Linked DNA regions of Zea mays: region 2 is linked to region 1. A link is a contact called in public Hi-C data. All regions are on one chromosome and are shown on one strand. Each heading gives the region's core, a stretch centred on a gene start, on an enhancer-like site or on the middle of the called end of the contact. The rest is flanking DNA. Distances are from core to core; before and after follow the strand shown. Region 1 holds the start of LOC103640871 (U-box domain-containing protein 43). Region 2 overlaps LOC100383306 (ubiquitin carboxyl-terminal hydrolase 12).

What was found. Hi-C and Micro-C count contacts between places; a contact is called where the count stands out from the background.
Region 2: a Hi-C map of ear shows a contact between it and region 1, with 1.9 times the contacts expected there. The contact joins the enhancer-like site here to the promoter of LOC103640871 in region 1. A contact is called at or near these places in 2 of 25 Hi-C or Micro-C datasets (ear and tassel).

Annotation. Positions count from the first base shown.
Region 1 is chr10:12,694,593-12,701,083 of Zm-B73-REFERENCE-NAM-5.0, reverse strand. It overlaps LOC103640871 (U-box domain-containing protein 43), which reads left to right and starts at 2,803. Exons shown (of 4, transcript XM_008664325.4): 1 at 2,803-3,454; 2 at 4,057-4,609; 3 at 4,713-5,022. The coding sequence starts at 4,070.
Region 2 is chr10:13,103,233-13,110,125 of Zm-B73-REFERENCE-NAM-5.0, reverse strand. It overlaps LOC100383306 (ubiquitin carboxyl-terminal hydrolase 12), which reads left to right. Exons shown (of 31, transcript XM_020545177.2): 31 at 408-969. The coding sequence ends at 449. It overlaps LOC103640873 (Alba DNA/RNA-binding protein), which reads right to left and starts at 5,229. Exons shown (of 5, transcript NM_001358374.1): 1 at 4,834-5,229; 2 at 4,709-4,757; 3 at 4,561-4,623; 4 at 4,394-4,458; 5 at 3,773-4,296. The coding sequence starts at 5,151. The coding sequence ends at 4,195. Within about 2 kb of position 1,650, at least 8 of the 20 cell types and tissues checked have an H3K27ac peak or open chromatin away from gene starts, as enhancers often do. A contact at or near this core is called in ear and tassel, where this site is marked.

The DNA.
Region 1 (6,491 bases), core at 1,554-4,053:
ATACTTAGACAATATACATTTATTAGACTCAAAACAAATTTGTAGACATCTCTACATAATTGTGAGCCACTAACTAGATTTTTTTGAAGGAGGGGACATGCTGCACGTTCTTCAATAGCACCGTCTTTCCCGAAGTAAACTTCAGAATGACTGTACCAACACCAAGAACACGCGCATGCGATCAGTTCCCCATCATCAAAGCTCCAGTCCCTTTGCACTGATAAGAAGAAAACAAAGAAATATCTGCACACACATGAATATTAGCGCCAATATCAGCCCACCACTCAGGGGATTGACACACTGAAAGAACAGTAGATAAAAGATTACCTTAAATCGATGTTCCTTCTCTAGTCTCGCTAATAACCATGTTTACTGTTTTCTTCTCTTGAGCTGGTTTTTTCTCTTGCTTAAATTTGCGATATGGACAAACACTTGTTCAATGATTAGTACTCCCACGAACAAAGCAACTAGCTCCTTTGTTCTTCTTTTTGAACGTGGCTTCCTGCTTGGGCTTCGTGGCATTCTGTTGCTTATTCTTCTTTTTATTATTACGTGATGCATTGTAATTTTTATTTTGTACTATATTGGCACTAGAAGTCTTAATTCCTTTTTCACGAGTGTATTTTGCTCTCGCCCTCTCCTCAACATCAAGAGAACCAAAAAGTCCAGCCACACTAAACTCTTGTCTCTTGTGTTTTAGAGTTGTAGCAAAGTCCATCCAAAAAGACGACAACTTAGCGATAATACCGTCAGCCACGAACTTGTTAGGCAAGACACATGAGAATTGTTCGAGTTCCTTGGCCGATGCTTTTATTTCATGAGCCTGTTCAACTACAGGACGATTTTCCACCATCTTATAGTCAAACGGCTGCTCCATGATGTACATCTCGCTACCGACATTAGAAACACCAAATTTCTCATGTAATGCATCCCATAATTCTTTTGCAGATGTGCACGTTAGATAAGAATCAACATACTTGTTGTCAAGAGCATCAATAACGACGCTTCGAAACATGTTATCGACAATGTCGAACATTTTCTCCTCTTCAGGAGTGAACTATTCGGGTTTTCCCTGTGCAGTGTGAAAGCAGTTCATTGCAGTCAATCACAATATCATCTTACTACACCATCTCTTGTAAAACCTCCCATCAAATGATTCACTTGGTTTTAATGTAGCAACAAAACTACTAACAGAAAAATGACTAATATCAATTTTTTGGATTATTAGAAATGTAGGCATTTTTAGTTTTAATTTAACCCAGAAAACAATGGCATATATGTGATGATATATATATATGCATGTTTCATAACTACTCGTATAAGCAGTAAACAACAATAAAACAAGTGCAACGGCGTCGCGCGCATGACAGTCCTTCATCATTTTCTCAACTTCTCAATAGATGCATCAACAGTCCACCTATTTAAGTCGATTGATTTGTCCCTTAAACTTCCAATACAATGCTAAATTATTAATACACCATAGCATTTAAAGTGGGTCATTAGCATTGACTATTATTGAATATTAATTGAGCCAAGCCCACATTTATCCAACACTATGGACTACATTCATGAAGCCAGGAAGATCAATCCAATAATTTTCGAAGCAAAAGAAACTAGCTTTGAGAATGGAAGTACCAATCTTAATCACACAAGGGATGTGATCAGAAATAGTCTTGGCAAGGGGAGTAAACAAGGTATTGGGGTAAGTGGAGGTCCAGTTGATAGAAGTGAAACACCAATCAAGCTGAACTAGTAAGGGATTCGATTGTATATTGCTCCAAGTGTAGCTTCTGTCCTTTAGAGAGATTTCAATGATTCTAAGACTGCTAATAATTGAGTTGAAGAGATTCATCTACGACACATTCTCACCTGGCTTTATATCCTCTAACGAGGGACAGAAGTTGAAATCACCAATGATAGAGGACGACTCATAATTGAGTTGAAACCGTGCCGTCCTTGTGGTTGTTCTTGTGACGTCCTTGGCATGTCATTGACTAGGGATGGCAACGGGTCGGATTCGAATCAGATACTGTAAATATCCGCCCGCGACTATACCCGTGGGTAGAAATTCATATGCATGCCCATACCCATCGGGTTTCGGATATCCATCAGATATCCATCGAATATGACAAAAAACTATTTTCAACAATTCAATAACATAATTAATCAAATTTCTTCCTAATCATCAGTCAAAATGTAAGAATACAAGAATACTACTATACTAGCTGAGCGTCTAAGCCTTGTACATGTGACTACGACAATATGCTAGTGCGTAATAGCAGGAGACATGCAAATCAAAGAACATTTTATTTTCTAGTTATAATGTTTTATCATAAAGAAATTATATATGGAAAACATACCATGAAATCTCAGCACAGAACCACCACTATAGTAGCCAAGGTTGAATTTTTTAGTTAATAATAGTAGAATCATATTCATCATGGTAAACAACAAAATAGATAAATTGCTAGTGTTAGGGATTAGGGTTTGCTGATGCAGTGATGTCGGTGTGTCCATGTGTGGGCTGGGCCGGCTCCCGGCTGGGCTGTCTACTTGTCTGGGCAAAAAAATTAAAGTATTGGTTAATTTCGGTTATCCAACTGGTAACCTGCGGGTGAGATTTAATATCCAAATTTATGCCCAGTTTATCTCAGATTGGATACAGGTCTAATCCGTGGGTCAAAAAACATATCCATATCCGGATCCGTCGAATCGAATATCCGACGGATATTAAATCCACGGATTAAATTGTCATCGACAGAGGACGGTGATGCCGTGGTGTATTTTTTCCGGCCCATCAACAGCCCTTTCCGGCCCACAAGGTATCCGGAAAACAAGCCGATTCATGAACCAATCATGCCCCCATCATTAATCCACGCTGTCTCTGGATTCCGGAGTCATTCTACGACGCCTGCCTCTGCAGACTGCAGTCCGAGTCCAGGGGAGCCGCGTCCGGTCCGCGGGTTGCCTTCTCTTGCTTACTTGCTAGCTCCTCGTCGCAGTAGCGGCAGCGGACGAGCAGTCGAGCGCAACGCCGCCAATCATTCCTTCCTCTGCCTTCCTCTCTCCCTCCCCCTCCCGGCGCCATCTCGACGCTCGGCCCCCCGCGGGCGGGATCCGTCGCCACAGATCCGCTGCCTGACCTGACCGCCCCTCATGCTCGGGTAGCGCTTTTCAGTTTCCCCCGTTCCCCGTGGGCCACTCGACCCGCCGACGGAGCGGAAGGGCGGCCCCGGCCGTGACCGCGGCGCGACTCGCGACCCTCCCAGTCCCAGAAGCGGCGTGCGGCGACCGGGACCGGCTGCTGGTGGTGAATTCGCGCCGGCGAACTGAATTCAAGCGGCGAATCCCCTCCTCTGGTCCTGTCTCGAGCCCTCGGCGTCCGCGCCTCCTCCGTCTCGCCGCCGTTCTCGACGCCCGCCGATCCAACACCGGGTCTGCCCAACAGCCCAAGGTATGGTGGCAAGGTGCAACGTGCAAACCCTAGCTTGCTGGTTGCTATTGTGCTCTACTGGACAGCACGGGTTGGGCTAGGAGTTATGCAATTTTTTCCTGTTGTAATTGATGATTCATTTGCTAATTGTTGATTTATTTCATATTTTCTTTGTAGAATTATTTGGGTATGAAGAGGAACACAGACATTGCAAGTTTTGAATTTTATTTTTTCGCGTTCAATATGTTACGGGTTCTTCTAAATACATTACTGCATTTTTAGCTGTCTTATACTTGTATGCATGCTGGATTGTTCTTTGGATTATATCCATTTATCTATTGGAGCACTGGTTTGGCGTACCCTAGGTCCTGCTATGGAGCCATAAGTTAAAGTCCTGCTATAGCCACAGCCAATGTATTTTTTTTTGGTGTTATTCATTTTATGGATCATAGTACCACTTGGTTCATTCAATTTCCTTTTGTTCATTGTGGATATGGACATGAATCTCTGTTTTGCTCTTTGAATTCGAAGCAACTGCAACTGTTGCTTCAAGTCCGTGTGTCTTGCAATCATATATCAACATGCCACCTATGTTAACGTAGCACCTTTTAACTTGTTTGCAGTGTTTCACTAGTGATGGCAGAAGTCCAGGATGGTCATTATGATTCAATGTCACAGGCCACTGATAGCTTGCGTGTTGAACCTATATATGAGTCGTTCCTATGCCCGCTTACCAAACAGGTTATGCGGGATCCTGTTTCTATTGACAGTGGTGTTACGTTTGAACGCAATGCCATTTTGAATTATTTCAATGAATGTCTTAGCAGTGGAAGGAGGCTTGTCTGCCCTGTAACTAAGATGGAGCTCAGCAACACTGAGTTAAATCCAAGCATAGCTCTGAGGAACACTATTGATGAATGGATGAATCGCAACGAGGCGGCCAAACTTGACGTCGCTCGTAAGTCATTGACTTCTGACAGCACAGAAAGTGATATCCTACAAGCACTCCAGTATGTTGATGAGATATGTCAGAGAAGTCGATCTAACAGGCAGGTTGTGAGAAGAGATGGGTTGATAATCATGATTGCTGACTTGTTGAAGAATAGCAGTACGAAAGTACGCCAAGCGGCACTAGGGACTCTTTGCTCCATTGCAAAAGATGACAATGAAAATAAGGTTCTTTTCTTTTGCTGCTTGATTTGTTAGCAGATTTTAACTTTGTAATATCTTTTGATGCTTCAGATCTTGACTTTATGTTATCTTGAAACATTACCTGAAGGTTGAGATTGCCGCTGGAGACAATATTCGCACAATTGTAAAGTTCTTAAATCATGGGCAGACTCAGGAAAAGGAGCAAGCGGTGTCACTGTTGTTTGAACTTTCAGAAAATAAGGCTCTTTCAGAAAGAATTGGCAGTGTTTCTGGAGCTATTCTTATACTTGTTGGTTTGTCAAGCAGTAAAGTAGAAAACTTGCTCATTGTTGACAGAGCTGAGAAGACATTGGAAAATTTAGAGAGCTGTGAAAAAAATGTTAGACAGATGGCTGAAAATGGACGATTGCAACCCCTCCTGAGGCTGCTTCTTGATGGTATCATTCTTTCACATGTACATGTTTCCTTTTCACAACCAAGTGATTTTGTACTCTTTTACAGCTGTAACATTGTGAGTGCCACCCGATATTCTCATTAACACTGTTGCATCTTCATCCCATCAATACTAGTTGCATGCTAAGGACCATCTAGATCCTTAGCTGTGTCTGCAGTTAGAAGTGTCTCCCTGTTTCACCAGGTTCACCTTTAAGTTCGTTAAATTCGTAATGGACATTTAATTGTTCTTGTCTGCACTGTTTCTCCAATAGTCATGGTCATATGAAGAATATATTAGCCTTTTTTTAAAGTTGTCGCCTAGGTGACAAGGCATTCGCAGGGAGTAGGGCGTCTCCAACGCCTAGCCAAAAGTAGCGAGAGAGCTCCCAGACGGCATGAAGGAGAAGCAGAGAGCTCCCAGACAGCTGCCTCACTCAACCCCACCAAATCCTGCACCACCTGGGTCATCTGCGACGAAGGCGGCGGTTGATCAAGATGGGGATCTGAGGGAGCAGCAGCAAGAGGTAAGGAGTGGAGGGCAGGCTGAGAGCACACAGCCAAGAGCAGTGCGAGGGAGGGAGGGCGACGCTGCACCTGTGTGAGCCATGAGGCAGGAGATGTGGTGGTGCTGTGCATGCGTGATGGAGGGAGATGCAGCCTATGTGATGGAGAAGCAGAGTGCTCCCAGGTGACGTGCAGCATAGGAGAAGCGATAAGTACAAGGGGCAGTCGTGGGCTGCCTAGTGGGCTGGGCCAAACACTCCTTTTTACATTTGCCCTTTTCTGTTTTATCTTTTTTCTGTTTTCTGTTGTTCTAGCCTATTCCCTGATGCTATTTTCCTATTTCTTAGAATAATAAGGCATCAACTCGAATGAGTGGCTCACCAAGTCTTGCCTTGCGGCCTTAAACCATTATATTAGCACAAATGATAAATCCTAGTGTATATGCTTGCTGCTCAAATTTGGGATTTTTTGTTTTCGCCAAGTTTTTGTTGTATTTCTGTTAAATAAAATCAAACATAATAGCTAAGTGGAAAATTATGGTTTAAGTTTTGTAAGTTTAGTTCTCATGTTTCCTTGTGGTATGCTCCAACACATGGGGAGGATTTTTTCTATACTGGTATATTGAGGTTCTGTCTGTTGCAATGCATTTTATGGAACCATTTCATTTTGTTTGTGGATCTGAAGCAATAGTACAAGTGTATTTTTTGTGTGGATGACTGGATGTGAAGCAACAATTTTTGAGTTGTCATACATTGTAGTTAATATGTTGGATGCAAGCACTATTGCATAATCTAGTTTGGTTTATTTGTTTCATTTTTAGTTGATTGATTAGTTTCCTTTTTAGCTAATTGATAGATGATTGGTTAGTTTTCTTTCTTAGCTAACTGATAGCAGATTGATTAGTTTTTTCTTCTTTAGCTAATTGATAATTGTTGGATTAGTTTCCTTTTGAGCCTTTGTAATTGTG
Region 2 (6,893 bases), core at 401-2,900, 410 kb before region 1:
GTGAAGAGACAAACTCTTTCGGTATTTTTCCACTTACCCCCTTAGGGCATGTACAACCCATAGTCACAAAGTTCCCGGATCGATAGGGCTGAGAAACGTGATATGCTACCTGTGAGAGATTTTTACATGGTAAAAACAAAAATGACTCCGCGTATTCAAGTCGGGGATGATGTTCTCGGGTCGAGGGTCGCTATCACCGTACCTATTTCTTGTGACTACAACCCGAGAGGCCTTGGTTTGGTTTTCCAAGTATAAAAGATAACTAAAAAACTGTATGATACAACATAGAGCCTCTACATCATAAATGTAGTTAAAAGACTATGTGTAGAGTCGTGTAGAGACAGAATTTTCGTGAAGAGTCCGTCTCTTGATTTTTTTAATATTGTTTTTTTCAATATTGATTGCAGAATCGGCACACCTATGAGAAGCCCGTAAAAATTTATAATTGAGAAACCTTCATCAAAGTTCAATCCATTGTCAAAGGCGTCGACAGCAGCATGCCCAAGGTGATACGACGCTTCAAACAGAAAAATCTGGTATAGTATTTGCCTGTGCTAAGGCCTGCAAGGCGCAAGCCCACCAGGCCACCAATGCTGCTTCCAACCTTCATTGTTCCAAGCAACCAAGCATGTGTTTGGTTTTTCTTCGTCGTGTCGAGTATGACGGCCCCTGACAGGGTAGGTGTTTGCTTAGTTTGTAGAGCAAAGCTAGCACATAAGAAAAAATATTTTGGTAGGGGTGGGGGGCATGTATACAGGATTGTAGCCGATACTGATTGCTGAATTTGCGTCTCTTGCAGCTGTGGGAACAATGGCAGAGATTGTATAATGGGTTTGGTATAATTCTTCGTGCTGTTGAGAAACGTACGAGGATAACCCGATCAGATAGTAGAGTTTTGAGACCTGTCAAACAGAACCTTTTGAAACTAACCTACCCGTTATACCAGAAGGGCCGTTTGCAAGTCTTCTATTATACATAGTTTTTATTATATATATATATATATATGCATCTAGAAAATAAGAACAATTTAGAATTTAGAATGGAGTAGAATACATTTCTACCCTTATTTAGAAATAGAACTATCCCCTGTGGAGAGATAGAACACCAGCTAGGGACAAAGCTGCCAAGACTTGTTACAATCAGGGCCTACATTATAGTATAGAATGGTTTTGACTTTTGACAACCTTGATACTTCCTCTGTTATAGAAAGAGTATAATTTAAACACGATACCATGTTTTACTATTTAAATTTAACTAATTATAGATAAAAAAATTGATGTTTATGACATAAAATAATTATCATTAGACTAAGTATAAAATAATTTTTTATAATAAATTTGGAGTCTTAAATGCGAATACAGTTCACTCTAAGTTTGGTCAAAAGACCTTCGTGGTTTGCACGGTGAGTGTCATATAAAATGTTATGTTAGTGATTCATGAATCAGTTACACATGATTAAGAGATTTTCATAAGGATGTCAAATAGTTAAGAGTCACTCATATTGCTATATTCTACATCACACCCTCACACTCCCAATCCAGATCTCGGCGACCGTGACTCCTCATCACGGACCTCCACACTTGGGCGTTGGCCCCAGGCGGCCGCACTTGGAGACCTAGGCTAGCAGGCCTCCTCGGCGGCATGCGATCGATCCACGTTCGGACGAATGCGTCTTCTCTCTAACACATTGGAGGTTTAGGGATGGGGTGAAGGGGAGGGGGGCTACCGGTATAGGAGAAGAGGGGGAGGTGTCTGTTGAGGAGAGAAGAGGAAGGGAAGATTTGTGTTTGCCCACCTTCGCCTTTGCGGTGTCTCAACACCAAATATCTTTGTCTCCACCTCTGTGATAGGTCACTTTATAGATGGCTAAGTGGAGCATGCTAAATGGGTCGGCACTAAGCACAACATGATTCGTAGTGCTTCGGCATGACACAAGCATGATTTATATATAATGTTCATGCCGGTATGACACGGTCCAATGACGTGCATGTGATTGTGTTGTGTGCATGTGATTATGATTTGTGATTTGTTAGTATTTTAAATCTAATAAATCCACTTTATAATGGTATGAATGTTCAAGTTTAATATATATATATATATATATATATATATATATATATATATATATATATATATATATATATATATATATATATATATATCAGCTCTTAAAATGAAAGTGTTTGGGTCACATAAGCACTATTTGATGGTAGTGTCGTATAGTGTCAGCATGTCACAATTAGGCATTATGGTGTCGTGCCTGGACCGATGGCTAGGTATTAGTGTCGACACGACGCAATTACTAATAAGGGGTTGTTTAGGATGGCTCCAGGTTCCACGTGCCTGGGGCGATGGCTAGGTATTAGTGCCGACATGACGCAATTACTAAGGGGTTGTTTGGGATGGCTCCAGGTTCCACGTGCCTGGGCCGATGGCTAGGTATTAGTGCCGACACGACGCAATTACTAAGGGGTGTTTGGGATGGCTCCAGGTTCCAGCTCCAGTGTGGAGTTGTAGTTTATAATATTAATTTAAATAGTTTTAAAAATATTTTTAATCTAAATAATAAACAAAATGACTTATCTAAATGTATTATAAAGGCTTATAGCGCTATCTTCATGATTTTTCTGAAGCACCTAATGACATGCTCCATCAACTCCATTTTTTGGAGCTGGAGCTATCCCAAACAAGACCTAATAGTGTTAGTGTCGTGATGCTCATTTGACCATCTATAGGTCACCCTACCGTTTTCGGCCTCGTGCTCATTTATAAAAATTAAAAAAACAATGTGCACAAACATCTACAAAATCAATTTATGCTTTGTTTGGATGTCGGTATTGGAGGGCATGGAATTGAATTGATTTTAATTCCAAATCAGCTATGGTATTGAAATAAGATGCAATTCCAATTCTGTTGTTTGGATGTCACTGTATTGGAGTTTAGAATTAGATGGTCTAATTCCACGCAATACAAAGGAGTGATCCTCTGAATTTGGAGAGAGAGAGAGAATCTAGTTATATTCTAATTCCACGTAATTGACTCTCTGATTCCAAATCTCAATTACATGTGCAACCAAACGACAGAATTCAAGAAAGCTTATTCCAATTTCCAATTCTGTGTACCAATACCTACATCCAAACGGGGTATTCGTTTTTTCTCCTATGAAATATGTAATTACTGTGCATTATTTAAACTTGTATGTGTTAGCACATTTTTGCTAAAACTTTGTCACAATTAGATACGTTTAACTAGTCCTAACTAGGATTGGACAAAATACTTGTGGCTTGTAAGCTCGCTCGACTCGTGTTCAGCCACCTCGAACTGAGCTCAAGTTCGCTCGTTAGCTCGAATGAGCTACCATTTATCAGTAAAACAAAGCATGCACTTGTGTTGAATGAACTAATAAGTGATGAACTATGTTAATTTGATGTTGAATTGATATGATGCATGAAATTGTGAGTATTATTTTTATATCCTAGTGTTAAATTAGCCTAGAAATGATGAATACTTGATTATGTTGTTGTATATATATTTATATATTGCCTTTTCTTGCGAGCTAAAAGAGTTCGATCGAGCTTGCAAACGAGTCGAACCGAGATAATTCTCTGGCTTAGTTCCTTAATGAGCGGAACTGAGTCAGCTCGAGCTCGACCAAGCCGAGCCTCGATATATCCATCCCTAGTCCTAACGATAGCCTTTTTTTTTTTTACAAATAACAATATTTCTTTCTCACACAGATTAGTGTGGTGTGCGAGATCAGTAACGGTTCATCTGGAACCAAACTGCCAGCGCGACAGCAGCAAAATTACAGAAACCTTAGCGTTCGTTTACATTACGCCAAAGGCATGCAGAAGCAGAACAAACTAGAGACTCCGGTAGAGTTGTAGAACCGTGTCATCTCATGTAGTGTCTGTCGACATATCTTGCATGCTTTACTTAACTCACAAGATCTGATCCATCTCAGCAAGGACTAATAATAAGGTAATTAATGTGCCATGCATGACATGAATGATTTACTAGTACTTAATCAGACTGCCGCGATGCCCCATTATCAATAATCCGAGCTGAGCTGTGTGGTGAGCTGCCAGCCTCTGGAAATGGAACAGGGGAGCTTAGCTAGCTAGCTAGCTAGGGAAGAAGGCCCTCTGCATGCATGCTGCGCTGGCCGATGGAGAAGTTCGTTGGTCGGATAGATCACACCTTGATCTCTTCCTCGGCGGGCGGCTTCGGGCGCTCGGACTTCTTGCTCGACATGATGCTGTTGAAGTTCTCTGATTTGCACAGCAGGATCTCGATCTGGAAATTAAACACACACTCGGACATGCGATCGAATTGATGAAACGTACGACGACGACATTTGGATCTTGAATCCTGCAGAAGGATCGTAGCTCACCTTGGCTTTACGGACAAGCCGGCCCTTCGCCTCATCCTTGGTGCCGATGGTTGATGTGAGGATCTCTACACAGGATATAAATATAGATAATAGAGGCATTATTGTGGGATATATATGGAAAAAACTAAACTAAAGCTTCAAGATTCAGGTGCATGGTAATTATTTACTCTTTTCAGTGGCGAGGCCATTGTTCTTGAGGATCTCAGCGACGGTCACCACGGTACCAATGGCTGCAACCATTCACCACATAGCGTTCATCAACTAGCTGGCCGGGCAAGAATAGTATGGGTATGTGATTGATGAGTAGGAGATTACCCATCCCCAGAGCGGAGAGCTCAACCTCGTCGTAGTTCTGCATGTACCTCTGCACCCAACAACACTCACATAGCGATCATGAAACAGCTGTGTTGCGAAAAGTGGAGGCACAGTGGAGTACAAACCTTGGCGAGATTGACGTAGAAATAGAGCGGCTTCTTGTTGGTGGACACCTGGATACGGTTCTTCTTCGCAGACGATGCACCGGCCTCCGCCTCCACCTCGACCTCGGCCTCGACCTCGACCTCTGCCTCCGCCTCGCCTTCAGTCTCCGTCTCCGCCTCCGCCTCCGCCTCTTCCCCTACAACCGCCACGTCTTTCTCCTCAGGCACCGCCTCCTCCTCCTCGTGCGCCTTCGCCACCTCCCTCTTCACCTCGTCCGCCTCCGCCCTCACCGCCTGCTCCTGTGCCTCCCCCTCCGCGGCCGGACGCATCGCCTGCATGGTGCTGTCTGCGAGTCACTTGCTGCCTCGGTCGTGCGGTTCGATCATGCGCCAGAGATGGCCGATGGAGAGAGGACGGGGCGGGGCGGTGGTGGCGATGCATGGTGCAGAATTATGTAGCTACGCGATGCGTGACACCGGCGGTTGCGCGTGGACGCGCGGTTGCCCGGGCCTGGCGGTTGCCCCGGTGGTTATTTCGAGACTCACGGCTCCCCTGGTGGTGCCTGCGCATGCATGCACACGACATGTACCATGTAGGTACGTTCACATAGACTAGGTACCAATTAAATTTGTAACGTAAAAAAAGGAATACATTAGTAAAAAAGACTTTATAGATACGGTTGGTAGCATCGTGATATTTTTCTTTTTATGGAATGACTTTCTTTTAAGATGAATGAGCGCAGATCCTCAACTATCTCTACTACTCCTTATGTTTGTATTGTAGACGTCTACAGTCCAGGATGGCGCACGGTTCTGCCATCAGACCCATACGCGATCTCAGCCATCCTCCCCACGCTGATCCGCCCCTTCCTCCTCCCCACGCCGTCGATGGAAGATGGCAAGGATCTCCTACCCCTCTGCTCCGCCATTAACGCCCGCTTCCATCTGCTGAAGGTGGCCGAGGACTGTACGCGATATGAGCATGGAAGGTTGCTGAGGATCCCCACCCTCCTCCCCACGCCGATCCCCATTCCATACCTGGCGGCGACGACATTCATCGCGCCCCGTACCCCGCCTCAATCCACTGCCCGCCTCCATCTCCCCACGCCGATCCAGGATCCCCGCCATCAATGCCCGCCTCCATCTGCGGAAGGTGGCCGAGGACCCGTACATGATATGAGCATGGAAGATGCCGAGGATCCCCGCCCTCCTCCATCAACAAAAGCTTCGCCGCCACCCCTCCCTCCGCACAACGCGTCGCTGGTCTCGCGCTTGTCGCCGCCACCAGCATCATCTCTTCCCCATTGCCATGCCTCTGTTGCTCTCCGTAATGTCGTCCCAGCCTTAGCCGAGCTCCATCAGTGAAACCTCCTCGACCCAGGCACCGATCAAGCCCGTGTCCGGCTCCACTGGTGGAAGACCTAGGTCTCCGACGTCGTTCCAACACACATAGGGCTCCACCGGCGGAAGCCCCTAGACCTCGGCAAAGCTCTCCACCCAGCCCGTCCCCTCGTCAGGCGACACTCTCCCCCAGCCTGTTCCCGCGTCACGCGGAGAAGGGTACGTGCCTCTCACCCTCCATGTATCTCATTTTCCGTCCGGCGGCCACACGGACGAGGACGTCAGTGACGCAGTGGCGGATGCCGGTGCCTACAACTCCGCATTGTTGTCCCTGTCCTCTATTTCGCCACCATCATCTTGACACCGCCCCCACCGCTACCGCCACGACAGTAGCAACAACAGGAGATACACGCGGAGCAGGAAGAGAAAGCGGCGTCATCAAGATCAGGACTGCCATTGTCGCTAGGCTCGCCATGGTATATGTCCCGTTCTTGCCCTATCTTTCTCTCCCGAACCAGTTCATCTGTGTTTCATGGCGAATTTGTTTTTCTTCTTTTTGTGTTTTGAATCCTATTCCTAGAAAAAGGCGTGAACTTTCTATTAGTACCGACGACCACAGTTGACAGTACTAGAGGGACTGACCAACATCATCATATTGAGGAGTGGATTGCTCTGATGAACTTTTCCACAGCAATGGTTGGGACTTGAGACGATTTGTTGATCGTCGTGGACTTTGGTCT